Linked DNA regions of Sus scrofa: region 1 is linked to region 2. A link is a contact called in public HiChIP or PLAC-seq data. All regions are on one chromosome and are shown on one strand. The core of a region is the stretch at or near the end of the contact, and the rest is flanking DNA. Distances in the headings are between cores, read along the strand shown. Region 1 holds the start of SERPINF1 (serpin family F member 1). Region 2 holds the start of PRPF8 (pre-mRNA-processing-splicing factor 8).

The links. HiChIP or PLAC-seq counts read pairs in DNA pulled down with a chosen protein or histone mark.
Region 1: a contact with region 2 is called in an H3K27ac HiChIP or PLAC-seq map of skeletal muscle. The contact joins the promoter of SERPINF1 here to the promoter of PRPF8 in region 2. A contact is called at or near these places in 2 of 47 Hi-C or Micro-C datasets (both in liver) and 1 of 2 datasets of contacts at active chromatin or transcription factors (skeletal muscle).

What each region holds. Positions count from the first base shown.
Region 1 is chr12:47,947,745-47,950,444 of Sscrofa11.1, reverse strand. SERPINF1 (serpin family F member 1) reads right to left here and starts at 1,353. Exons shown (of 8, transcript NM_001078662.1): 1 at 1,309-1,353. The region is part of intron 10 of SMYD4 (SET and MYND domain-containing protein 4); the gene reads left to right.
Region 2 is chr12:47,893,875-47,896,574 of Sscrofa11.1, reverse strand. PRPF8 (pre-mRNA-processing-splicing factor 8) reads left to right here and starts at 1,289. Exons shown (of 43, transcript XM_021067568.1): 1 at 1,289-1,434; 2 at 1,633-1,743; 3 at 2,157-2,325. The coding sequence starts at 1,644.

The sequences.
Region 1 (2,700 bases), core at 104-2,603, 54 kb before region 2:
CCAGGTGGGGGAGGGCACGGAGAGGAGGGAGATATCCTCCCCGTTGGTTCAAGCTCAGGGCCGCCTCTCTGCCACATGGCCTGAATCAGAAGACACAGGAACTGGGATTTTGTGATCTTGCCCTCAAGCCGGAGGATAAACTTGAGCCAGTACATGTGTTTCAGATTAAACCCGGTTGTGAGACAAACACCATCCCTCCCCCTCCTCCCAGAACCACACAGCCTTCAAGCCACATGGCAGTGGACCTCATGGGCAGTGCCGGGAAAGGCGCTGCCCTCTCCCCTGGCTCTGGGAGGAATTCTGAGGGGTCCCCTCTAGGCCCACACTGTCAGGACTCCGCCAGTCCCCAGGCAACTGTTTTCCTGAAGCCTTGGACCCTAAATGAGTCAGGCCAGGGCGTGGGCGAGGTTCACCTCCCTACACCCCAGAAGGACCAGCCTTCGGAGCCGAATTCCCTGGCCCACTTCTCTTCTCCCACCCTGCCCCGCACCGGCCTAGGGCCTGAGCTCCTGGTGGACCAGCATGGACCAGACAATGATGGGGTTTCTGGGAAGCCTGAAGCTTTTCTTTGGCCCAGTCCCACTCCTTGCTGTGGTTTGCTGGCTTGCCCCAGGGGACACCAAGGGTGCGGGCAGCCATCCTCTCCAGCACTGGCAGCTGAGCCCCCAAATCCCATACACTAGCTGGGCTAAATAGCGGTCATTGTTTGCACAAGGCCAAAACCCCATTGGTCTCCCAGCGTTTACTGGCAGCTAATTTGGCCAGAGAGAGAGGGTGGGCACTGGCTAGAAGGACCCAGCTGTCCTCCACCCCAGCCTTCCGGGAGGGCTCCCCACAGGCCACAGGAAGTTACCTTTGAAATCAGCACCAGTTGATTCTGAAAAGGCAGCAGAGAGCTGAGCCCAAGCTGAGCTCCCTCCCTGGCAGCCCCAGCTTCCTACAGCCTCCTCCCCTCAGGGCGCCCAGAGCCCCCCTGAGGTGCTGCTCAGACCGGACCAGCAGCCACGCTCTCTGCTTCTTCCCCACCACCGCCCCTCTCCGCTGTTTCCCACCTGCTTCATTCAAGAGTCTTTCCAGCCTCTTCTCCTAGTGGTGCAGTGGGGTTCAGGCCTTCTGGCCCCCAACTCCCTCTGCCCTCACCTACTCACCATGGATCATAAACTGCAAGAACCACTGTCTCCCCACCTCCCTTCCCTTGCACCCCTCTTTTCTGTTCCCTGGAGCACCCCTGCCTCACCCCCGTTCCACCAGCCCAGGGGAGCCTCCCGTCTTGCCATGACACACAGAGCAGGCAGGGAGCTGCTTTACCTGTGGGTGCGCTGCAGCTCCACGCCCAGCCTAGGTCCGTGCACTGAGGGGCTCCTGCGAGCACCAGGGCTTTTTCTGCTGCCTCCTAATCCAGCGTCCAGCAGGCTTCAGATTACAGCTACTCCTTTCTTAAAGCGACCTGCACTCAATTTGGAGTCTGTGATTGCATCATGGTCCCATGTTAACTTTAACCCGCTACTGCCCTTCCAGCACAGCTCCCCAGACAGCCCCCCACACACACCCAGCTGCTCCACCAGACCGAGCTTTGGGGCCTGGCCTTCCCACCGGAGCGGGCAGCCTGGCCAGCCTGGTTGGGAGCGGGGACCAAGGAAGAGTCTGACAGGGGGAGGCCCAGGAGGAGGCTGGAGCAGAGAAGAGGCTGGCCCAGAACTGGGGCTCTTGAGTTTTTCCCGGTCCTTGGCACCATTCCTGGGGATGGGGACAAGACATCACTCATGGCTCCTCCCTTTCTTGGGCTGAAAAATGAGGGGTGGAACTAGGATGTCTGTGTGCTTCTTCAGCCCTGAAATGCTCTGACTTCTGAAGATCAGAAAGGGCGGGGGGGGGGAAAGTGACTGACCAGAGGAAGGAAGCAAGGAGCTGTACCGTATGCATGCGCCTTGAGAGGAGGCCAAGCGTGTGCCCGGCACTGACCTCGGCACCGCAGAGGTCACCTGGGAGGGGCACACCCGGGCCCTGCTCACCTGGTGGCGTTTAAGAACTTACAGTGCAGTCATGAGGCCAAAACACTGACATGGGAGATAATTGGAGAATGTACTAGAACCTTTTCTAGGCACATGTGAGTCCTGGTCAGAAGCCCAGAGGTCATTCAGAGAAGGAGGGATGTCATGTGAGGCTCCAGGGTGCAGAGCTAGGGCCCTTGGGTAGAACGTTCCGGTGAGCCAGGTTCAGCTTTACAGGAGGAAGAGTGTATCAATCGAGTTCAATGCCTTCAACCAAAAATTGAGGACCCCACTCAGATCACCCACTAGGTACATGGAGAAGGAGTCCATAGATGATTAAGACTCAGAGTCCCCCCTCCAGAAGCTCACTGGCTAATAACAGAGGCTGAAACCAGAGCAGATCCTTCCAGCATAACACGGCACCTTCTGAGATTGCTTTCTCTACAGCCACGCCATCCAGTACAATAGCCACCAGCCGCATGCGGCCACAGAGCACTTGAAATGTGGCCAAAGTTGTGATCTGCTGTAAATATGAAACACACACCAGATTTTGAATATTTAGTATGAAAAATAATGTAAACTATCTCAATAATTTTGACTCTGATTATATATATTGGGCTACATATATCTATTATTAAAATTAATTTTACCAGAGTTCCCTTCGTGGCGCAGGGGAAACAAATCCGATTAGGAACCATGAGGTTGCAGG
Region 2 (2,700 bases), core at 40-2,539:
TGGCTTGGATCTGGCATTGCTGTGGCTGTGGCATAGGCTGGCAGCTACAGCTCCGATTTGACCCCTAGCCTGGGAACCTCCATATGCTGCAGGTGCAGCCCTCAAAAGAAAAAAAAAGGCAAAACAAACAAACCAAAGTTGTTATCAAAAAGATAGAGCAAGAGGGATGGGAGGTGAAACCAAGAAAGCAGGAGATGGAGGGCAATTCAGGCAGCAAGATGAGAAAGAGCCTCAGGGAGTCAAGAAGCGTTTATAGTGTATTCATTATATGGTCTATAGCGTAACCATTGCCAGAGAGAGAAAATAGGAATGAAGGTGGGGTACACCTGGCAATGTTGTTCCCCAAAGCATCTTTTATTTCTGTAGGTTCATCAACTAACTCCTCCTTGACATCTTAGGCAGAGTTAAACGCTCTGCCTCGGGAAGTCACACGGAGGGGCACGGGGTTAAGAATTCATCTGTAACAGCTCCAGTGGCTGCAGAGGTCAGGGCTCCATCCTCTGCTCAGCACAAGTCAGCTATGGCATAGGGCGCAGCAGTAGTTCAGATTCAATTCCTGGCCCTGGAACTTCCATATGACGTGGGTATGGCCATAAAATTAAAAAACAAACAAACAAACAGATAACAGGAGGTCCCATAGTGGCTCAGTGGGTAACACATCTGACTAGCATCCATGAGGACTCAGATTCCACCCCTGGCCTCCCTCAGGGTTAAGGATCCGGAGTTGCCGGATCCCGCGCTGCTGTGGCATAGGCCCAGCAGCTACAGCTGCCATTCGACCTCCAGCCGGTGAACCTCCATATATCATACCGTGGGCGTGGCCCTAAAAAGACAAAAAAAAAGAAAAAAAAGAAGAAAAAGCCCTGCCCCCGAATTCCCATCACATCTGATTGTGAGAGCCTGGGTTCTAATTCTACCTCCCAGCTACCTTGTGAGCTTGGCTTCCCCATCCCTTATTCTTAATTCCTAACACAACAGTGGGCACTCAATAAATGATGGTTGAATGAACGAATGCATAAACAAAAGACTGCCTGACTCAGAGCTAGTGCTGAACCTCAAGTCTACATACATGAGACTAGACACAGAATAATGTACAAAATTCGACAAATTTATTCGATCTTCCGAAGCTTTCGTTTCCTGCGGCCCTACAGCAGAAGGCACAGAAACAGCTTCAGAAACGCAGGAGGCGGGGCTTGCGCCTATATGGCGCACACCCCCTCGCGTTCAAATACTTCCGTCCGTGGACCCGCCCCTCTGGCCCGACTTGCATCTCTAATTGGTGAGCTCGGTAATCCTTCTGATCACACCGGTGCCTATTGGATCAACTGCTGAACTTGGGTTGCGCACTTCCTGGCTGTGGGAACGCGGAGCGGACGTAGGCTTGCCGCCATTGCCCTGAGCGGAAAGCGGCTGTCTGTGTGAGGGGCTGTGGGGGTGCGTGGCGGGCTTTAAAGGCCGGGCCGTGGGAGGTGCGGTGGGGGTCCGGCTGAGCGGCCGGAAGGATCCAGCCCGGCTGGGCGCACATTGAGCGAGGCGGGACTGCAGGCCGAGGGTCTTGACGTGTTCCTGCTGCGCCTTCTGTGGGCCTGGGCCCTCTTCCTCGTTAATTTTTTTCTTCTGCCGTTTCCCCAGATTCTCCGGGAATGGCCGGAGTGTTTCCTTACCGAGGGCCGGGCAACCCGGTTCCCGGCCCTCTAGCTCCGCTGCCAGACTACATGTCGGAGGAGAAGCTGCAGGAGAAAGGTGAAGAAAGTGTGCGGGAGCGGCGCCTGGGGGCGGGTGTGCGCGTGCGCGCGTGGTGGTTTGACCCCTTCCAGGTTTTGGCAAGTGTGTCAAAACATTAGGTCTTAGTGCACTTATTAGCCCTTATTTTTTTTTTTCATCTATTCAAGTCTTTAAAACTATCGGTTAAAAAAAAAAGTGTCTACTGTTTGCAGGCACTGATCCAAACAAGGGGGATACAATAGCTTTTCAGGCAAAACCCCTGCCGTTAAAGGGTTTAAGCAGAGCGAGTTGTCAAGAGAGCTGGCAGGGAGTGCTCCTGCTAGGTGCCCACCCTTTTGTCATGCATCCTGGTGGGCGCTTAGCCTAGGGCAAGAAGTAGGGGGTGATTAGGCTAAGGGTGTGCAGTCCTTAAAACTGAGGTGTTTTTGTAGCTCGAAAATGGCAGCAGTTGCAGGCCAAGCGCTATGCCGAAAAGCGGAAGTTTGGATTTGTGGATGCTCAGAAGGAAGACATGCCTCCAGAACATGTTAGGAAGATCATTCGAGACCATGGGGACATGACCAACAGGAAGTTTCGCCATGACAAAAGGGTCTACCTGGGGTAAGGAACATCCTGAAGTTATTTCATTTGGACTCTGCCCTGTCCCGTAAATCGCAGTCCTGGATAGCTGCTCTATCGTTTTGGGTCCTTAATCTTCAGCGACAGCCCATCTTGATCAAAGAAGGGAGAAAACCACTAGGATTCTGTTAGAATTACGAGATCTTCTAGTGATGCTCCTTTTTTGTTTTTTTTCTTTTCTTTTTTTTTTGGTCTTTTTGCCATTTCTTGGGCCGCTTTTGCGGCATATGGAAGTTCCCAGGCTAGGGGTCTAATCGGAGCTGTAGCTGCTGGCCTACGCCACAGCCACAGCAGCTCGGGATCCGAGCCGCGTCTGCAACCTACACCACAGCTCACGGCAATGCCGGATCCTTAACC